2 separate regions of the Mus musculus genome follow, and region 2 is linked to region 1. Evidence: chromatin contacts called from public Hi-C data. All regions are on one chromosome and are shown on one strand. Each heading gives the region's core, a stretch centred on a gene start, on an enhancer-like site or on the middle of the called end of the contact. The rest is flanking DNA. Distances are from core to core; before and after follow the strand shown.

Region 1 (3,558 bases), core at 299-2,798:
CATCTGCTACATATGTGCAGGGAGTACAGAGGACTTGAAAAGCTTGGCTTTAAAAGGATTTTAAATGGGTAGGTTCAACAGAGCCTTGATAGTACATCTCATGGTTTGGTTTGGTTTGGTTTGGTTTGGTTTGGTTTGGTTTGGTTTGGTTTGGTTTGGTTTGGCTTGGTTTAACACAAGGTTTCTCTGTATAGCCTTGGCTGTCCTGAAACCCACTCTGTAGACCAAGCTGGCCTTGAACTCACAGAGATCAACCTGCTTCTACCTCCCAAGTGCTGGGATTAAAGGTGTGTGCCCTCAAGCTCTGCTGTATACATCTCATTTAAATCGAGCACTGCTAATATTTTGGAGCTATGGAAAGCACAGAAGCGCTCACCCTTTGGACTGTGTTTGTGGGCAGTTTGTAATTTTTTTCCCGGGGTCAAAAATTCTTGAACATCAGATAACTACTGAAAAAAAAAAAGCATTCTAGGCACGAGGAACAGAATGTGCAAAGGCACGGAGTACAAAGAGAACAGTCTGTCTTCACAGAACCAGAAATCAGGATGATCAGAACAAAGGTCTGAATGTAGGTAGCAAATTCGGAGCGGAGGCAAGGCTGAACTGTAAGGTTCTCTGCTTTGTCTGGCTGAGGACACACCCTCCCTCCACGCCCTGCCTTTAAGGAAGCGTTGGCTCTGATCCTGGCCCATTTCTCCACACTCATCAGCACACTGCCGTAAAGGACATTCTGACATTCCGCAGGCAGGATTCTTCTGAGCAGATCTCTTGTCTCTGGCACCCTGCTGCGAAAATTCTAGTTCCCTCAGTCTTCTCTCTGTGTCTCAGCTCAGGGACATCGCTGGCATTCCACAGGTGTACAGTCAGTCACTAAGCATAGATATTGAAAGATTCATCCTATCTGACTCCTGCTCTGCAAAATCACTCTGGTGGTCTCGTGTTTAACAGCTGGAAACTGTTGTTTCCCGCGTGTGTTTTCCAGTTTGGGGTGGGCAGATAAATCTGGCCTCTGGGCATCACCCTGACACCCTCATTCCTGCGGCCATTGAAGCTTCCAGTGTTGTATTAAACCCTTTGCTCCCAGAACGCACGCCGTGGCTTCCAACCAGGCTCTTCTATATTGGATGTGCCCTGGAACTGAATGAGAGCTCTTGTGCTGTAAAGTGGTGATAGCCTTATTCCTGTCAGAAAAGTAGGACAGTGTCAGTCCACAGCACGCAACGTCAGAACCTGCAAATATGACAGCCAAAGACCTTTGACAAGCAAGACTTTCGCACACCAAGCAGCTATAGTCATAGATCATCATGGTGGGAATAAAGAACGTGAGGGCTGTGGAATGTGCGGGCGTCCTCAGGGAGTGCTGGAGAACTTAGCAAAAGCCTATGAGGATGTCAGAGCTCCAAGCCCCCACTAAGCACACGGACAGAATGCAAGAGGACACAGTGTCTTAAGGGGGTGCTTTTGAAAGATAAGGTAGTGCTACAGAACCCAGGCTAACATCAAACTCAGTCTTTCTGCCTTGCCTCAAGGGCTGCGATCACAGATGTGCACCACTGTGCTTAGAAAGGACTTGGTTCCTTATACTGCAAAGTCTAGATTTCTGAAAACCCCAAACCACAATCTGCTCTTGTGGTTGACCAAATTTCATATAAATTAATCTCCTTTTCGGTGTGATTGAGATCATATTGTTGGTAAAGAAACAATGAATTACAAGATTATAATGGGAATGTTGGGTAAATTTCAACCCCTTTCAATCCCCCAAATTATATCAGTGTTCCTTCACCAATAAAAACATCCCTTCTGCCCACCTGAAGATGCCAGCTAAGGCAGGTGTGGTGGCCTTTAACCCCAGCACTGGGGAGATAGAAGCAGATCTCTGTGAGTCTGAGATTAACCTGGCCTATATAATAAGTTCCAAGACAGTTGTGGGTACAAAGAGAGACCCTGTCTCAAAAACCAAAAGTGGCTGGAGAGATAGCTCAGCAGTTAAGAGCACTGGCTGCTCTTCCAGAGGTCCTGTGTTCAATCCCAGCAACCACATGGTGGCTCACAACTGTCTGTCTTTTGTAACTCCAGGGGATCTGGCACCCTCACACAGACATATGTGCAGGCAAAACACCAATGCACATAGAATAAAAATAGGTAAATTATTTAAAGAAAAAAGAAGAAATGAAAAAGTCACCCTCTCCCTCTGCAGTTGATCCTATCATTATCTTGTGTGAGGCAGCCACCTTGAGCAGGCAGACTGATTGTTCTTCAGACCCTCGCTCAGCTCCCAACACTTCCAGACACACAGCAATACTCAAGTTCCAAAAGATCCAAAGAGGACTAAGGAGTGTGACTGGGCACCAGAGGGGACAGACTTTACCCATTTGTATCAGAAAAACCCTGGGGGGGTATTTATTTGATTCTCAGGATGTTGTTTGTAGCAGGGAGAAAGAAATGTACTTTGTTTTACATTTATTATTTATTTGTTTGTCTCGGGGTTAGGGCTACAAGTGTCACTGCACACATACTAGAAGCCAGAAGACAATTTGCAAGAGTCTGTTTCCTCCCTCTGCCATGTGGGCTCCAGCGCTCAAACTCGGGTTGTCAGGCTTGGTCCCCTTACCTGCTTGCTGAGCCATCTCCTCAATTCAGAAACACAATTTTTTGACTGTGTTTAATTTAGCGGTTAGATATATGAGCTTGATATAAAAGTATGTTATCTCAAAAGCCTACTGCAATGATCTGCTGAGACCTTAACAATGGTCTACACTAAGTTAAGGAAAAATTCCCAAACTTCCTTGGTTCACTGAAGAACAAGTTCTCCAACAATTATGAGAACCAGGAACCCCGCTCGCTAGAAGCTCCAGCCTGAGAGAAGGTTTACCTGGCAGAGTAAACAGTGGAGGCGTACTGTTCCACTGTCTCCACAGAACAGCACCGCTCTCCAGCCCCCATCAAAACCCACCCCTCACCAATACACAGAACTGATGCTGAACTCCGTACTGCTAATGTCTGATGAGTGGACTAGCAAATGATGCCTGACACCCTGGTGAGACACGTATGCCGGGGGGGGGGGGGGGCAGCATTCCACAGAAATCACATAGCCTACTAGCCTACTATTTTGTGAAAGTTTTTGCTTCTAGTTGTATCTGATACGTCAAAGCTTCCCCTCCCTGGGGAAGGAGTTGGGAAGCACTGGGTATCTATCCTGTGGGGCACAATGCCATGGCCCTATTAGTAACCCCTGAGGATGCCACAGGGTGGCAGCATGGTGACTTGGAAAGTTCCCTGGTTTCAAAAAGGCCAGAGTGACCTTGAGTTTAACTTAGTATGTATAAAACAAAAACACACAACTTCCTCATAAGGTTACAGCAATTATAAAATGAGGACAAACAAGAAAGCTCTTTGAGCTGCACATCTCCGGGTGTTGCCTGCAGCAGTTTTTAAGATGATGCTATTCCCATGACAAACATTTGTCAGTCCAGAATAAAAATGTCCCCAAATGGATCCGGTTTATTTTTTAATCTCTTATTTCTTCTTTGACTTGTATCATAGATACATAATTAGATT
Region 2 (3,604 bases), core at 237-2,736, 420 kb after region 1:
GCACTTTGGTTCACAGAACATTACCCAGTTGCAAACTCCAACTTGTAACTCCACTTAGAATAACCTTCCCCACTTGATCAGGCCCTCTGTCCATCTTTTGATGAGTCATCTCCATCACCCTGACACCCCCGTCTCACTACCCCGGGGATCTGACTGCACTTTGTACATACCTCCACTACAGCATTTATCATTCTGATCTGTGATTATGGCTGGTGTCCAGGCCCTCGCTAGACTGTGAGATCCTTGAGGGCAGTGTCTTATTCATCTCTGTATTCCCAGTGCCTAGCTCATACAGAAGGCTGAAAGGCCATCCAGATCAAGAGGAAAGTAACCCAAGATTGGTTAGAGGGGGTCAGATCTCTGGAAGAGAAGAGCCCATCACCTGCAGTGGGCCACCAGATGAGTGGATCTTGTGTTCAGGCATTTCGGAGACAGGAATATAGAAATCTGACACTGCCGCGGCCAGGTAAAACATCGCAGAAGAGCCTGTGAAGATAAACGGAGTATAAGAAATCGGGGAAGGGCATGGAATCTTTTCTTTAACTCGGGTTCCTTGGCTGTGGGGTAGGCAGCAAGCAATAGGGAAAAGAGGCTAGGGAGAACGGCTCTACAGCCAGGAAAACCTTTGGATTTCCTTGGAACATTCACCTAATGGACTGAGAGCCAGGGCAGCAGCCTGCAGCAGATGCAGATAATCCGCCAAAGTGGTAAACTCTACAGCCAGAAAGGTGCCGGCAGCGGCTGCCTCTTGGTAGCTCTGCAATGCTGCAGCAAAGCCCGGGAGCGCATTCTCTTCGGCCTCCAGACTCAGCTTGCCCGACTGGGCTGGGCCAGAAGGCCGAAGGGCTGACAGCCAGGCCTGGGGCGGGAAGCGGTGGGCATAGGGGAAGGCCGAGCGCGCTCGGTACAAGAACAGGACTCCATAGCCGGCAGCCAGGAAGACCTCCGCCGACGCGGCTCCGCGTCGCCCGCTACTGAAGTTGTCCAGAAAGCGCACGGCTCGCGCTTCCAGGGGGACCTTGGTGCCTCCAGATGTGATCAGCACCACCCGCCGGCCCTGCTCGCCCAGCCTGGCCGCAAAGCGAGCCATAACCTCGGCCCAGCGCGCAGCACCCGCAGGACGCGGCAACTCAGCCACCAGGTCCATTTCCGCCATCTGCACTGTAGTCACCCCACGGTAGAACCACAGCGCCCGGGCACGCCGGGCCGCTGGCGCCACGCCCCCTTCCGGATACCTGGGCTGCGCGCAGCCGCAAATAGTGACTATGGTCATTCCCTTTCCTATGTCCGCCAGTAGGTCCTGATCTCGCTAAGGCTCGAAATGCTTGCCTGTTCTGGGAAAGCCCGTCGGGAAGCGTCTAGAGGAAGAACGTATCTAGAAAATCCAGAAAAATTATGCTTCCTGTGGATTTCCTAGTTTGGAAAACGAAATGGTTGTTTTTGACCTATACCGGCCACCGTATAGTTCTCCCCAGGCTCGGGCTACATGGCAGTCAAGTTCTGGCTATTTAACCTTTGAGATTTAGAGTTTGTGCTCTCCCCTCCCCAATTGTCGCAGTCAGTCCCGCCCCTCCCCCTTGCCCTTGAAATCCCGACGTCCGGGCTGGCCCGTGGTTGTCACGTGACACCTCAGCCTTGCGGATGCTAGCCAGGCAACCGTCCTGGAGACCGACGCCGCCGGCCGCACCATGAACGTGATCTACCCGCTGGCGGTGCCCAAGGGGCGCCGGCTCTCCTGTGAGGTGTGCGAAGCCCCGGCCGAGCGGATGTGCACGGCCTGTACAGTCACTTATTACTGGTAGGCCCTGGAACATGGTGCCTGGTGCCTCTGCTCCCTCCCTGTCTCCCAACACGGGTCTGGCCTCGTGTGTCTGTCCTTTGTGGCCTTTCCTGCCAGGGACCCCACAAGTCCAGAGCAGGCTTGAAGACGCGTGTCTAAGACTTCTGTGGCTTCCTCTGCGTCTTCTCCGGCTCTGCTGGGTTTTTTGCCTGATGTTTTGCGGGGCTCCTACTGTTACTGTGTTGCAAACCCTTCCTGGTGCTGAACATAATGGGGCCATTTCTGTAGATCTCTCCTCTCAAAGCTCAAGGAGAACTCTGAAGACAGAGAAGTAGACAAATGATAATTTCAGGGAGAAATGGCAAGTCAAAGGAAATGGGAGGAGAAATTGGGCAGACAGCTTCTCTCAGAGTAGACGATTGGTCTGAAGTTAAGGAGCTAAAGAGCCGGTGTTCTTGCCCTACAAAGGCACAGGTAGGGTTCTTAAGTAGGGAAGACGTGTTCTTCAGGACTAGAAGAAAGACTATTGGCCAGTGCACAGCTAAGGGAGTTTGAATGTAGGAGAGGTAGTAATTCAAGATGCGAGGGGTTTAAATGTATTCGCATTAACACCATCCCCATCCTTTTTTATAAGAGAGTTTCATGTAGTTGGTCTCAAACTCACTATGTAAGCTAAGAATTGAACTTTTGAACATCGTACCCACACCCCTCAAGGGCCGGAGTTGCAAGTATGTGTTGCCATGCCTGGTTTGTGTAGTACTAGAGAGAGAACTCAAGGCACCGTGCATACTAGACAAACTACCAACTAAGTCACATCCCCTGCCCTAGACTCTATTTTGGGCCTCACAAAACTAGGATACTGACCTTCCAAACTTAACTCATAGCCAAATGACTTGTGTGTGTGTGTGGTTTTTTTAAAGCCTTATTTTTCATTTTACATGCTAAGTTCTGTCACTCCTGAGCCCTGAGACTTCTGAGGAGGGTAACATGGTGACTGGGGCAGTATCTAAAAAAGGTTTCTTTGAAATAAGATTTGAGTATTGAGAGGCCAGTACGGGCTTGCTATGTGAAGACACAGAAGAAGGGTGGGCCGTTCCAGCCATACAGCACTGGTTTGGTTAAAGAGTGAAAGACCTTGGCTGAAACCTAAATGGGAAAGAAAGCTGCGTGAGTCCCAGCCAGTGATTTCCACACAGGGATTCGGTGAATAACTCACAACCTGCATTTATACTGCATAAATAATATGTATTTGTAAGATGCATTTCTTCCTGCAGGCAGCAGCAGTGTGGGACAGGGGAGGGTCACGATGGCAGGCAGCAGCAGTGTGGGACAGGGGAAGGCAGACCCTGCCTTCTCGTTAGATCACAGGATCCTCCCCTTCTCAGACTGTTCCAGGTGCCCTTCCTCCATGTCCTACGTGATACAGCCGTCCTCATTCTTGGCAAGTGAGCATGGGCTGGAGTTCAGCATCCCAGTGCTCAGTAAAACAGCCTGACATTTTTGTGGAATTTCTTCTATTTTCTTCTGTATATTTATGGTATAAACTATGAATTGTGAATATGTTCCAAGGTGATAGATCTTTTAAAAACAGGACATTTATTTATTTAATTGTATTGGTGTGTGTGAGAGAGAGAGAGAGAGAGAGAGAGAGAGAGAGAGAGAGCACAGATCAAAGGACAGCTTTCAGGAGTGAGTTCTCTGTAGCCCAGGCTTTACCACCTTTTTGTTCCCAGAAATAGCGACTCAGACTGAATTATCTTTAGCTTTGTTCCCCAACCATCATGTATCCCAAAAATCCTATTCATTCATCCTATGAGTGCCACA

The links. A called contact is a pair of places that touch in the nucleus more often than the background predicts.
Region 2: a contact with region 1 is called in a Hi-C map of B cells, with 5 read pairs. The contact joins the promoter of Zmynd12 here to the enhancer-like site in region 1. A contact is called at or near these places in 2 of 39 promoter capture datasets (liver and pre-B cells), 1 of 484 Hi-C or Micro-C datasets (B cells), 1 of 115 datasets of contacts at active chromatin or transcription factors (bone marrow-derived macrophages) and 1 of 9 other capture datasets (liver).

Annotation. Positions count from the first base shown.
Region 1 is chr4:119,001,128-119,004,685 of GRCm38.p6, forward strand. No RefSeq gene overlaps it. Among named protein-coding and RNA genes, the nearest start is that of Gm12865, 4.9 kb to the left of the region's middle. Within about 2 kb of position 1,549, at least 21 of the 459 cell types and tissues checked have an H3K27ac peak or open chromatin away from gene starts, as enhancers often do. A contact at or near this core is called in B cells, where this site is marked.
Region 2 is chr4:119,421,198-119,424,801 of GRCm38.p6, forward strand. Zmynd12 (zinc finger, MYND domain containing 12) reads left to right here and starts at 1,487. Exons shown (of 8, transcript NM_001014900.2): 1 at 1,487-1,798. The coding sequence starts at 1,689. Ppcs (phosphopantothenoylcysteine synthetase) reads right to left here and starts at 1,223. Exons shown (of 3, transcript NM_026494.4): 1 at 649-1,223; 2 at 383-486. The coding sequence starts at 1,156.